Linked DNA regions of Gossypium hirsutum: region 1 is linked to region 2. The links are chromatin contacts, called in public Hi-C maps. All regions are on one chromosome and are shown on one strand. Each heading gives the region's core, a stretch centred on a gene start, on an enhancer-like site or on the middle of the called end of the contact. The rest is flanking DNA. Distances are from core to core; before and after follow the strand shown.

What was found. A called contact is a pair of places that touch in the nucleus more often than the background predicts.
Region 1: a Hi-C map of leaf shows a contact between it and region 2, with 2.0 times the contacts expected there. The contact joins the promoter of LOC107949048 here to the promoter of LOC121204967 in region 2. A contact is called at or near these places in 2 of 34 Hi-C or Micro-C datasets (both in leaf).

What each region holds. Positions count from the first base shown.
Region 1 is chrA08:13,567,893-13,574,897 of Gossypium_hirsutum_v2.1, forward strand. LOC107949048 (RNA demethylase ALKBH10B) reads left to right here and starts at 4,431. Exons shown (of 5, transcript XM_041075879.1): 1 at 4,431-5,206. The coding sequence starts at 4,666.
Region 2 is chrA08:13,285,579-13,292,678 of Gossypium_hirsutum_v2.1, forward strand. It overlaps LOC121204967 (GDSL esterase/lipase At1g54790), which reads left to right and starts at 1,720. Exons shown (of 5, transcript XM_041075878.1): 1 at 1,720-2,024; 2 at 2,100-2,300; 3 at 2,380-2,549; 4 at 2,651-2,921; 5 at 2,992-3,318. The coding sequence starts at 1,784. The coding sequence ends at 3,248. It overlaps LOC121204966 (sm-like protein LSM2), which reads right to left and starts at 311. Exons shown (of 3, transcript XM_041075877.1): 1 at 79-311. The coding sequence starts at 81.

The DNA.
Region 1 (7,005 bases), core at 3,181-5,680, 290 kb after region 2:
CGTGTCTCTAAAGGTGGAATAAGACGGGGGCAACGAACAAAGTAGAATCAACCCTAGATCTTCCTTATCATACTGAACCTCCATGGCCTCCAAGTTTAAGAGAATTTCTTTAAACACTGTTAAGTGTTCGTGTACAGACGCACCTTCCTCCAAACGATGAGCATAAAGACGCTGCTTCATATGCAACTTGCTTGTTAGAGTTTTCGACATACATATTTGTTCTAGCCTCTTCCATAATGCAGCGGTAGTCTTCTCTTTCATCACATCCTGCAAAATTTTGTTGGACAAATGCAGATGTAATTGTGTTAACGCCTTTCGATCCTTATCCTTACGCTTTTTCTCTTCATCTGTTAATGTCAAAGGCATCTTATCTATCCCTAGTAGGGCATCCTCCAGATCCATCTGTGCAAGAACTACTTGCATCTTAATTTGCCACAACGCAAATCTGGTGTTGCAATCTAACAGCGGAATTTCATACTTCAAAGATGTCATTACCGTGATCGAGATGAACAACCTTGAAGCTCTGATACCAATTTGTGAAAATAAAATAAAATAAAATAACAAACAAATTTTACGTGGAAACCCTTTCAGGAAAAAAACCACGGGCAGAGGAGAAGAAAATTCACTATGTCGAAAATTTGAATCAATACAAGAGGAATAAACTATGTCTATTTATAGGCTTGTAAAGCCATATTCTAGTAGGATTGAAAGACCTTATCCTAATCAATATAAAATAGATGGAGTTTAATAAGGTTTAAAAAACCTTATTCTAAAATAAAAAAAAAAAAGATAAAAGAAGTCTAGTTCTATATGAATTTTACTTTTATTTTTTTCATCATATTTTATTTAAATAAAAATTCGGGTCATTTAATTCTAACAAAAACAAAAACAAAAACAAGAAAAAAGTTATAGTTGAAGTTGTGATATTGAACACTATCAAGTGTCCATTATTAGAGTAGCGAATAACATGATGATTTTGTAATAAATTGAGATAGGTTCCATGACAAGACATCTTTTTTCAACTTCAAATTACACGTATCTGTCCAATGGGTGTATTTTCATTACATTCCCAATTTCTATATACATATTTATGAAAATCTAAATAACGATAGAAACGAATCAAACTAAGCCTGTAAGATTTCATTCCCTAATTATTCTACATTCAACAACAATTGGTCAATCGTGTAAAGAATTGTAGTTAAAAAAGGATTTGGTTCTGAACTTTGTGTTATTTCGATGGTAAATGTGATTTTGGTTTTAGCCGTGTTATTATTAGTAATTTTCTATTTTTTATTTTAATATTATATTGTAAAGATGGATGCAAGGATTTATTCTAAAGTAAGTATCCAATGCTAAAATAAACAAATGAAAGACCAACCAATCATGAAAGCGAATGTAAATGGCATGATATTTTAAACTTTAATAATTATTATGACAAATAAATAATAAAAAAACAACAACAAAGAAGACCTAATTAAGGTTGAATCAAGCAGCATAATCCATGTCATCCAACAAAAATAACTTGGAAACAATTAAGGAAACTTCTTATAACTTTTGATTTATTAGATTTGGGAATAAGACAGCTCAACTTATTTTTTTATTAGCTGCAAAACTTTGTAATTTTCTAGTCAAAGTAGTACAAAATCCCCTATGATTGCATTTTAGTTTTTATTTTCTATGGATAAATTAATTTTTATATTTTGATCAATGAGGAAAATAATTTATCTGTTAAAATTGCATCATTAAATATTTATATTGGTGTTGAACCCTCACTCTTTACACATTTATGTAATTTGATCTCTGCTCTCTTTATTGGAAGAAAATTAAAAAAATTTGAAACTAATAAGACTAAAGGGTCAACAAAGACTTAACAATTTAAAAAAAATCAATTAAACCCTTTTAAAATTTAAAAAAGTATAAAAATTTTAAAATTATAAATTTTTATTAAAAAATAAAAATACCAACCCAATAAAGAGTAGGGGTCAATTTTTTTTAAAATCTTATGACCATTAGATTTTAATGGATTGGGATTGTTATTTTTTAATAAAATTTTTATAATTTTTGTTTATAATTTTTATGAGTTTTTTAAAAAATAATTTTTAAAAGAGTTTAATTGATTTTTTAAACTTGTTACTAAGGGCTTTTTGACCTTTTAATCTTACTAGTTTGAAAAAATTCTAATATTCTTGCAATAAAAAAGTAGAGGTCAAATTGAATAAGTATATAAAATTTGAGGATTAAAATTATTATTATATTTTATATATAAACACCAAAATTAAATGAAGAGACTATTTTTATCAGTTATCTAATATTCAGTGATTAATGTATTTATTTTTCAATAAAAGGTTAAAATACAATAAAGATATAGTAATAAAAAAAAAAAAGAAGAAGGAAGAAAACAGTAGCGGGCGGTAAAAGAGAGTGTGTGGCTTGTGATTAGTGGGGGAGGCATTGTCCGTAAATATGTTGGTTAGTTTGGTTCGGTGGCGCACAACAATGGCTGGAGAGCAGGCGCGGAGGGGTTCCTCACTGACCCTTCCCTTGATGGGTCCCGGCGCACCTTACATTCTCTGGTGTATTAAATATGTGCCAACAACGGAGGGTCCGTCGTTAAGTGAACCCCACCACCCTCCTTATAACCAACTCTCTCCCTCTCTAAAATGATGAGAACGTGGAGTGTTGGACCCACACAACATTGCCCACCTTTTGTTTGTCGTCAATGTCCATCATTTTTGTTAGCCCGCCCCCCCCTTTGGTTCGCCAACTTGCTTCGGTTGGTTGGTTCCTCCTCTATTCACTAACATTTATGAAAAAAAAAAAATTAAAATATAAAATAATTTCAAATGTCATATAACACAAACATATAAGAACATGGCATGTCATCTTCTTCACTATTTGCATCCTTTATATTCCCACGTGTTTAATTATAATAGGATTGATTGCAATGTGAGTAAAATGAATAAAAAAACATATGATATATTTTTGATTTTGTAGACAATTAATATACACATCTTTAATTTGGATTGAAGTAAATAATGGGATGCTATAGGAGTAGAGGCCAAGTAAGATAAACGTGATTGATTTATTAATGTCTTAAGATGTTAAATAATCATTTAGGTGTAAAAGCATGGATGCTGTTTCCTTACTTGTCAAACTGGTAGTACCATTAAATTATATTTCAAACATATATGGTAAATAAACATCTCCAATATTTTTGGAGGATGAAATTTGAATTATAGAATTTTTAGTAATTTTATCATTAATCCATCAAAATGTAAATATAAGGAGAAGATGAAAGGGGGATTCACATATCTAGATTGTAAATGGTGGATCGCGTTTATTAATTGTACCAATACAAGGAAGTAAAGCGGTAAATTTAGCATTTTTGGACCTACCCTGGCGCAGCCCTAGTTTGGTTTGTTAGGAAATTCAAATCTCAAATTAATTTCTACAATTCAACAGACGTTTAATGTTGGAATATCAAAATGACCAATTACTTCAATTTGAAACTTTCATTCTTTTTTACCAAAAATAATAATAAAGAAATTAGGTATCCGAATCAATTTGTCAAACTTAGGACAAGAATATTTCTTTCTAGACCCTCTGAAAAATTATAAAAGGACAATGAAAATTAAATTACATTTACTATGCACTTTGAAATAAATAATTACCTTTTTGATTTTTGGAACGTGATTTCTTTTTGTAAATAAAAAAATTCAAAGGATTGAAACGTACTATTTTTCTATTTATGAATTGAGGTAAATATGATTAAAATGAATTTTTGATTTGATTAAGTTTGACTTAAACTATAAGCCACCCTCATCAAAATTGAGATGGATCTAGTTTTAATTAAAAATTTGATAGTTAATGTAACCAATAATTTTCGCAATAAAGATGTAAATTAGGGAATGAAGCAAAGAAATGATTTTTATTTGCGTTTGTAAAGTGATGTGAAATGTTCCATGGGCATGTGCTAATGGTACTTGTTTTTGTTTCAGGTGGTTGCGTTGGACTTGGGAAAAATAATCAAATATAGAAAAAGATTTTGATTTTTTTTTTAACTCTAAAAAAAGCATAGTCAAAACTCTCAACCTCTCCTCTCCTACTGTATTTATTTAAAAAAAAAAAAGAGAGAGAGAGAGTGTGTATGGTGTTCCCCCAAAGTAAATGTAATAATGGTTAAGGTGATATCTTTGTATTTAGCCATAGAAGATGGTAATTACTCAGCAACATTTAATATTATTCATTCACGGGGTGGAATGGTAATTTCACAATGACTACAGGGTTTTGGAATTTCCATTCCTTCCACTTGGTTAAGCCACGTCACCATCTCCATAGGCTGCCATGTCACCACCTTCTGGGTGGGCACCACACGTACGGACAAGTCACTCCCTAAAAGCTCCTCAAAATATATAACCCTCTGCCTCTTCTCTAACACCAATACAATAATAAAAAAATACAAAACAAAAACCCATATTGTAGCTTCCACCATCTTGCTTTCAAAGCCTTGTTTTCATTCTCTCAACAATATCAACTGAAATATCGGCCGACAGGTATTTCTCCCAATACTCAATCTTCGGAGCATCCGGAGAGCCCAGAAGAAAAGTTGTTTCCGGCTTCCTCCTATTTGGTCAAATTAGTAAAGGGAAAGGGTGGACGGTAGAGATGCCAATGGCGGCGGGGGCAGCGACTCCGAGGGAAAGGGTTCAAGCTATGGGACCAGCAGCGGTGGTACCGATGATGCAAGCTGTGCCGGCTGTTGCTGATGTTTTGGCCAAGGACACGATCATTTCTTGGTTCCGAGGGGAATTCGCGGCGGCCAATGCTATCATCGATGCTCTTTGCGGTCATTTGGCGCAGCTTCAAGGAGGGGGCGGTGAAGGATCCGAGTACGAGGCGGTGTTCGCGGCGATCCACAGGAGGCGGTTGAATTGGATTCCGGTGTTGCATATGCAGAAGTACCACTCCATTGCTGATGTGACGGTGGAGCTGAAACAGGTGACTGCCAAGAAGACCGGAGGAGGAGATGGAATTGGCAAGGAGGAAGTGGAAGGTGGCGGTGGCGGAGGAGGAGAAGACGGCGGTTGTTTGGATGATGAGAAAGAGGAGGAGAAAGTCGCCGAGGAAGTGGTGGAAAATGAAGCAAATGGGGAAGTTGGTGGCGAGGAAGAAGAAGATTCCCCTGACAGTGACATTACTGATTCAGGTAACCTCACGACTAAAAGAAAAAAGTGATTTTCTATTATAAAGTTTGATTGTTTTTCAATTATATATATATTTACATTGATTACGATTTGTTCCTCTGTTGAACTCATTTCTGTTTGATCCTCTGGATCTTGCCTATTTTCTGGGTGTTTCCCTGTTGGAATTTTCAACGGAAAATCGGGCCAAGTTACTGGGATTCCTACGACACTCACTGTGCTTGAAAAAAACAAAACTCTGGCCTTGGTTCTGTTTTCTTCCATTATTGCCAATCGATCAGTTTGGTTACTTGAATTCTTCAAATTTGCTTTCTTTCTTTCTTGAATTCTTCAAATTTGCTTTCTTTCTTCTTTTTTCCTTTTTTATCAATCAACCAAAAAGACAAGAGAAAAATGTCGCCTTTTTTTGTCTGTTCTAATGGCAGAGAGGCGTAAGGCATTTGAATCTCAATTTTTACGGTGTTTCGTCAAGCGAGAAATTGAATCTCTTTATACCCTTCTTTTTTTCTTTCGTGTAAAAAGGCGCAATCATTTTCCTTCATTTTCCATGTAACCAAACAAAATGATGTATATTTCCAGGTTTGATCAGATATTCAACGTTTCCAGTGCCTTTTCAAAATTTTCTCTGACTTTGAATTCAACGTGGAGATTAGATCATGATGCAGGGTTTTCATTAAAAAAGTAAAAATTTCCGCCCTTTTTCTATAAGATTCTTCAAATTCACGGTTTCCTGGTAAAAAAACCAAAAGAGATGTCGTACTTTTCACGAGATCAAAATTTCCCCCTTTTTTAATTAAAAAGGTGATCTTTTATTAATATGTTTTGCATTAAAAAATGTTTTTAATGATGAAAGAGTAATAGTACAGTAGTCATATACGGTAGGCATGTTCCCGAGGTTTAAGCGACGAGTTTGAGGATTTCGAGGCCAAAACCTTAGAAAAAAACAGAGAAAGGGTTCGGCTGATTCAGTTTTACAGTTAATTTGAGTTCTCCGCCCGGGGATGGTTCCAATGATTTTAATGGTTAGGCGGCTTCTCATCTCAACCGTCTAATCCTCCAACTTTTGCATCATCATGATATCACGTGGACCGTGCTGTTTGCTTGGGGTTAGTTGTAGGAGGGGATTCACCTGAATTTCTCAACTAAACTTGCTCGACTCGAGCTGAGTCGACTCGGTTGACTGAGTTTGCTTTTCCCTGGTCATGTCGCCCTTTTGAGCGAGCGATCCAATGATGATCGAATTGAATTCCACGACAGGAAAAAAGGAAAAAAAGAGAGTAAATTTGGTATTGTTTGGAAAGCAGGTTATGGTATCCGACTTGAGGACAAGCTGCAGTTTATTCTGTCTTTATGTTGTACCTATCCTAACGCGAAATTAGTGTTCTAAAGGCCAATTTAATTAAAAGATAACACAGCTAAGTCCTACGTTAGAACTAATATTATTTTTTTAATAATAATTCAATAAAAAAAATGAAGGGTCACAGGAAATTCAACATGTTGAGGAAAACATCGACATTTGTTCTAACCATGAAGAATGTGATGCACGCCCTTCTCAAATCAAGCTGACGAAAGGTTTTTCTGCCAAGGAACATGTAAAGGGCCACATGGTGTGTTCATTTTTTTTTTACTTATTTACTGATACCTGTAATAAGATATCTCGTTTTTTATTTATTTACCGATATCCGTAATGCAGGTGAATGTTGTGAAAGGATTGAAGTTGTATGAGGACGTATTCACCGAGTCGGAGATGGCTAAGCTGAGTAACTTGATGAGTGAACTTCGATCTTCCGGCCAGAATGGGGAA
Region 2 (7,100 bases), core at 470-2,969:
AACATAGTTACGAACTCAATTGAATGAGAACAAACATATGTCATATGAAGGTTTGGGAGTCCCCAAAAAGAAGAATACCATGATTTTGATTCCTCTGCGTAGAAGGAGAGGGACGGGTTTCTGGGTTTTGCTTAGATGCGATGAAAAAGAAAATTTGATGGAGCGGAGAGCCGACGATTCGATTACTTATTTTAGTAGCAATTGAGTTTCGTTGGTTAGCCAGTAATGGCCGCTTCCTCGAGCTCTCATTTTGGGCCTTGAAGCACTGCATCAGCTATCCATAAAGCATGGACTGTGGCCTTATAATTTTACACTTGGGTTCCAAACTCAGGTCAAATCCTCATCTAAATATATTGCTAGCTGGTCAAGAAAAAAAACACCTTTCTTATATTGTATAAAAGAAACAATTTTGTCATTGTAGCTCGTTTCCTTTAATTAAACAAGTAAAGTTCTAGACTTAGCTTACAATTTAGCTGTTGTACTTTCTTTGGGTTAATCTCCCCTTCTCCCATCATTTCTCCCTAACTTAAATCTCTCTGTTCCTTTGTGAGTAAATCCTGTAAGAGCCAACTTTAAGGCTGAAATGTACTTCTTGCATGAAAAGTTTGATAAAAACAAGGATTTTTTTTTTAAAAAATTACTAAATAAAATTAATATAACCATATATAATGACCCTCTTAAGCATTTTACCAAATTCTTCTCCAAACATTTGGACCAAGTTCATAGGGGTAAGCATCTAATTGAATCAAGTCGAGTTGAGTAAAAAAATTTTGAATTTATAAATCCTATTTTATCATCCTAATTTGATTTGAAATTTTTTTAAATTGAATCTAGTAAAATAAGATTTGAATCAAATAAAATTGTTTGAGTTAAATTAAAAAAATTAAACCGACCATATTAAAATTTTGTTGACCATATGACTAAATTCCAAGTTAAAGAACATAAATATAATGTGTATTTCAAAATTCTTTTAAAACAAAAATAAGAGAAAAAAACAAGATAATTAATATAATAAACTTGATTTGATAATTTACTTGTTTAATGCCTGAAATTTGTTGTTTTCATATTTTAAATATATATATAATTTAGTATTTTTTATATTTTAAAAGATTTTTAGTAATACTTATTTATAAAAATTTTGGAAAGAAATATTTTGCAAACATTTTTGGATTTTTTAATATTATTTTGAATTTTTAGCATTTTTTTAGAGGGATCAATTTGCATATTTTTAAAATTGTCATGGACTCTGAGGGTATTTTTATTAATTTGTTATTTAAGTTATTTGAATTATCGAGTTGTGAAATTTAATTCGACTTTACTTATTCGAGTTGATTTGATTTGATTCACTTAAAATTCGAAAAAAATCAAATTCTAATTATGAAATATTATTATGAGGAGGATTAAAACTGAACTGACCTCGAAGCCTTCAATGGACTAAATATGATAATAAAAACATGGAAGGAAGAGAGAAGCAGGAAAGGTGTTTTGTTTTGTTTCACAGAGATAATATATGTCCAAATCCTTTGTTCACGGATTAACTTCCGGCATATAAGACATCCTCCTCATAGTATATTAGCCATGAAGTGTTTTAATAAACAACTGTTGTCGGAGTTGAAACTTGAGGATAAAAAAAATTGACCCTTCATTTAATTTTCACTTTAATTCAACTACAAGAAATCTACATCCTACCAACCATTTTATCATCACGTGTCCTGCCAGTATAAGGAAATCAAGACAATTGTTTGCTTTTGCCAAAGATTTTGTCACAGCTCCCCCCATTTCCATGGCTCTTCTGTATATTCTTCATTCCCTTTTAAAACTAGCTTTCCTTTGTTCCTTTTGGCCTACTGTTAGCCCCTTGAGTTTGAATTATCCGGCAGTGTTCAACTTCGGTGACTCGAATTCCGACACGGGTGGATTAGTTGCCGGAAAAGCTTTTCCCATGACACAATTTAATGGGGAAACTTACTTCCATGAACCCTCTGGCAGATTCTGTGATGGTCGCTTGATCATTGATTTTCTAAGTACCTCCATTTCCTTCCATTGCATTCATATGATCCACATTAAGTTTCTGATTTTATTTTTTATTTTTTTGGCAGTGGAGGCAATGGAGTTTCCTTACATGAACCCATATTTGGAATCTGTTGGCTCTCCTAATTTTCAAACAGGGTGCAATTTTGCTACAGGAGGATCTACCATTCTTCCTGCAAATGCGGCTTCAACAAACCCTTTTTCCTTTAATCTTCAGTTATCTCAATTCTTCAGGTTCAAGAATCGAGCTCTTACATTGCTTTCTAAAGGTATCTCTGTTCATATCAGTGGACAAGCTTCTATGTTTTTTTGGGACAAGTTGAAAATGGTTCTTGTTTTTTTTTCCAGACAAGCAGCTTCAGAGTTATCTCCCCGCGGAAGATGATTTCAACAAGGCCCTTTACATGTTTGATATCGGCCAGAACGATCTCGACGGCGTATTCTATTTTTCGGCATCGGATGAACAAGTTGTTGCTTTCATTTCAAAGCTTATAACAGAACTCAACTATGGAATGAAGGTTCTGTTCTCTCTAGCCCTGTCTTAAACCAACACTGAAAGTATTATACGAGTTATAGTTCAGATGAATAACTATGATGCTTTGTATTTTTCCTTTTTCAGAGATTATATGATGCAGGTGCAAGGAATTTCTGGGTTCATAACACAGGTCCCCTCGGATGCTTGCCGAGAATCATCGCTACGTTCGGGAGAAAACCGTCAAACTTGGACGAATACGGCTGCGTTGCTTCACACAACCGAGCAGCTACCGTTTTCAACAAGAAACTCCACGATATGTGCCTACAGTTCTTAGCACAATCGCCTGAAGCTAACATCACTTATGTCGACATTTACTCGATAAAGCTGAACCTCATCTCAAACTATTCTCTATACGGTAAGCAAGCCATTAATCATTTTTTTTTTCTTTCAATGTTTTACTCCAATCGACTCGGATTTGCTTTCAGGATTCCAGCAACCATTAGCAGTATGTTGTGGTTACGGTGGGCCGCCATTGAATTTCGACACTAGGATTGCTTGTGGTGTTACCAAGGATCTGAATGGGGGCATTGTGACAGCAAATCCATGTAATAATACAGCTGAGTATATAAACTGGGATGGGACTCATTACACTGAAGCTGCAAATAGATTTGTTGCAGATGAAATACTAACCGGAAACTACTCTGATTCACCTCATTTGAGGAATTCACCATTGCTTACCTGACCAAATCAAATGCTGTTTGTATTCGATTTGTACTTTTTTATTGATTATGATCACAGTTTTCATATGACAATGGGAAGAATATAGATGAAATAATGGGCAAAATATGTTTAAAGAAAGACAATTTGTTCTGCAGAAAACCAAAAGGGTTCTTGGAAAGTGTTATAGTTTCATCGGTACTGAATATGTATATAATGAAAATTGGACCCATCAATTTTGATCTAAACCAAAAAATTCGATTTTATCAAGGGATAAATATCAATTTTATACATAAAATTTTAATTTTTGATTTAATTATAAGTATTTAAAGAAATAAATACATACATTAATTTAATCAAAATTTCAATATAAAATCAAAATTCAGGTATAAGGTTATACATTATATCAACATTTATGTATAATTTTAATATTTATTCCTCAAAAGGTAACCAACAATTCAAACCTTTCATTTGGAGCCTAAATGGACTTGAATCTAAATTAAATTAATCTGAAACTAACTCAAAATCAAATGACCCAAAATCGAAATGATTCGAACAATTAACCTAAACATGACTTCAAACTAAAGTGACCGAAACCTAAAATTATTCGAATATGTAATGATTTGATCCAAAAAGACTTGTCAATTATAGTTTGATCAATATTGAATTAAAATAGAAATTAGACCTATCAATTTTAATCCAAACCCAAACATCTGACTTGATCAATATAAACTTACACTGATCAACTAGATTTGATCATTAAAAGTCAACAACATCAACCCATTCAACTTAAACCCAAATTTACCCAAACCCCAAAACTACTCCATTCTAAATTTAATCTTAATTTGAAACTACTTTTAACCCAAAATTAACACTAAACCAAAATAATCTAAAAACTTTTAAACCTCGAATTAAACCAATCCAAATTCATCGTACAATTGACAAGTCTAACAAAAATTAGTTGATCCCAAAGTTGTTGCTGAAAACATCCCTTCATCAACTGGAAAGGTGCTTGAAACCTGGTTATGCTGAATGGGGGATAAGTGTGCCACTGCCATTAAAGAGTCTTTAAAATAACAATTAAAGCCAAACAAATAGGAGAAAAATGCAGTTTAAGCACATAGGTTGCCTAGGCAAAGGATCATTAAAGATCATATGTCCCCTCAAACACCATTGCATTCACCCAAGAACATATCATTTTCAGAGTTGCTAGCAACCCAAAATCATAAATTTTGGAAATGCGGTGATGGGTAGAACAAACAATTGACCTCTGCAATAATTAGCTTGAATGTCCATTTTGCAGAGAATAAGTTAGCATCTCAAAAAATGACAAAAGAACACCATGCATGGTACTGCTCCCAGTTTTGCTCGACGGTGATTAAAAACGAAATGTCACCAACATGCAATCTTTTTTTCTTTCATTTTATAAATATGAAAACCATTGATCGATATGGCAATTCTTTCTCATATTAAATTAAATGAAAGGTGAAAATAGGGAGAAATTAAGGAGCTTTTTTTTTTTTTCTGTTAATGCAATTTGAGGATCTTTATTTTACTTTCTCCTCTCTTTAATTGGCATGCATGATAAGGGTAGGTAAGCCATCGGTTTTGGATTGAAATATATATTACTTTTTTTGCTCAGCTGACAAAGCCTTCCGCACTAAATTTGCTTTGCAGTTTCATACTTAAGCTAATACTAGAGATTTGATGGAGAAATTTTATTATATCATTCTAAATTTAGTCAAAAAAATCTTTCAAATTCTGATTTTTCAAAATCTTGTTTCATTTAATGTGCATAATTTCACTATAAAATTTTAAAAAAAAATCCACACTTTCAACAACCCACCTGTTAGTATCTGAGCTTTGTTAAATAAAAAATAAAAAAATAAAAAAATAAAACATTGGCGGTAACTAGTTTGTAGTTTTCCTTTTGTTTTCAATAAGGTGACTGAGCTTTTATCTCTACCCAAAAAGAAGTCCAAAATTCAAAATATCTATTTTATTTAATTTTAACATTTTTATTTTTGATAGTCCTTAATTATATGATTAGAGGTTTGATTTTCACTCATGAAAATATAACACATTTCATGGATATAGAGAGCACTTGTGGTGGGCAAATTAGTCATTGTTGTTCGCGATAGATACTTTGATGACAACAAAAAATTCAATAGCCTAATTTTTTCTAAACTATTATATATCTAAACTAAATATCCACTAATATTAGCATTTTTAAATGATGAATTTTTAAGATACTAGCATTTTAAATATCTCTAAAATTTTAAAATTTTTCATCCAAACATACTCAAAGACCTTAACGAGATAATTCATCTAATTAAGGTATACATGTAATTAAGGGATGTTATACTCAAACTAAATAGACTCATATTGTAACATCCCTTACCCGTGTTTAACGCCGGAACAGGGTATGAGGCATTATCGGGCTTAATCAATCACAAGCATGCAAAAACTGGGTTACAAAATTTTGTTCAAATCAAAACTTTTCATACACATGCATAATGTCCCATACACGGGCCTACGAAGCCCTAAACATGTATATTGAAAGTAGTTAGGGACTAAATCGAGAACCTTTGAAAGTTTTGGGAAAGCTTAGAAAATTTTCCCATGAAATAAGGTCACACACCCGTGTCCTCAGGCCGTATAACTCTCTGTTTATGACGTCAGGATGCAATCGAACCACACGGCCAGGTCACACGCCCATGTCTCCAGACCGTGTCCCTCACACAGTTGAGACACACGACCGTGTCTCGGCCCTTGTAGTCAACACTTAGGGTATTTTCCAAGCCTTCATGTTACCCATAAACCTTACAACCTTATACATATCAAAACCACAATTCATGGCATCATTTTAGTGATTAAACAACCTTTATTAACATATTCATAACATTAACAAGTCCTCTTATAAGCAATGCATTTATTCATGCAATACCAAGTCTAGATTCCTTAATTCACATTCATAAGACTTGTCATCTTGACGACCACTTTTACCATTATACTATGGTTACCAACTTATACATCAAGCACTCATGTTCAACCATTATCACGTTGTTTTATAATGTGCAATTACTACATGGCTATGACCACCTCAATTGGTCATAGAGCATACATCCAACACACATGTCATATTACTAGCCAAGCATAGCAAACAAACATAATCACATCATAAACATTAAACATGACATGAATAGCTAGGTTTACAAGCCATAATCAATATGACCCACATCTCATGGCCATATACGTATAACTCAATATAAGTTAATACATTTGGCCAAAGCATAATAACACATGTCAATAAACTAGATCCCTATACATGCCACTCACTTGAAAATTCTAATATATGCTTCATTATTCCAAAGGTAGTGACTTGATAGCGTAATGCTGCCTCCGACGCTCTCCAACCCCGAGCTAACCTGACAAGCTAAAAGAAATAGAAAGGAGGGAGTAAGCTTCACGCTTAGTAAGTCCATATGAAAATAATAAGCAATTTATAAATATACTTCCACCAATTCTTACAACATGATCTCAAGGTAATACTATCATAATTGCCTTCTTTTTTCTATGTTCAGGTTAAGCTATTTTCTCGAGTCATAGTCACTAAATTATTTATATCTAGAGTTACGGAACTCCAAATTAAGATCAGATAATTTTCCCAAAAACTTGACTCACATATATTCTTACCATAAAAATTTCAAAATTTTTGGTTAGCCAATTAGTACAGTTTATTCTTCAAAGTCACCCCCGTTCTGCTGTTTGACAACTTCAACCTTTCTTTACTAAAAATTAATTATCTCCTTACATGAGATTCGAATGATGTTCATGTTTGTTTATTTTGAGAATAGGCTCATTAAGGATTCTAATA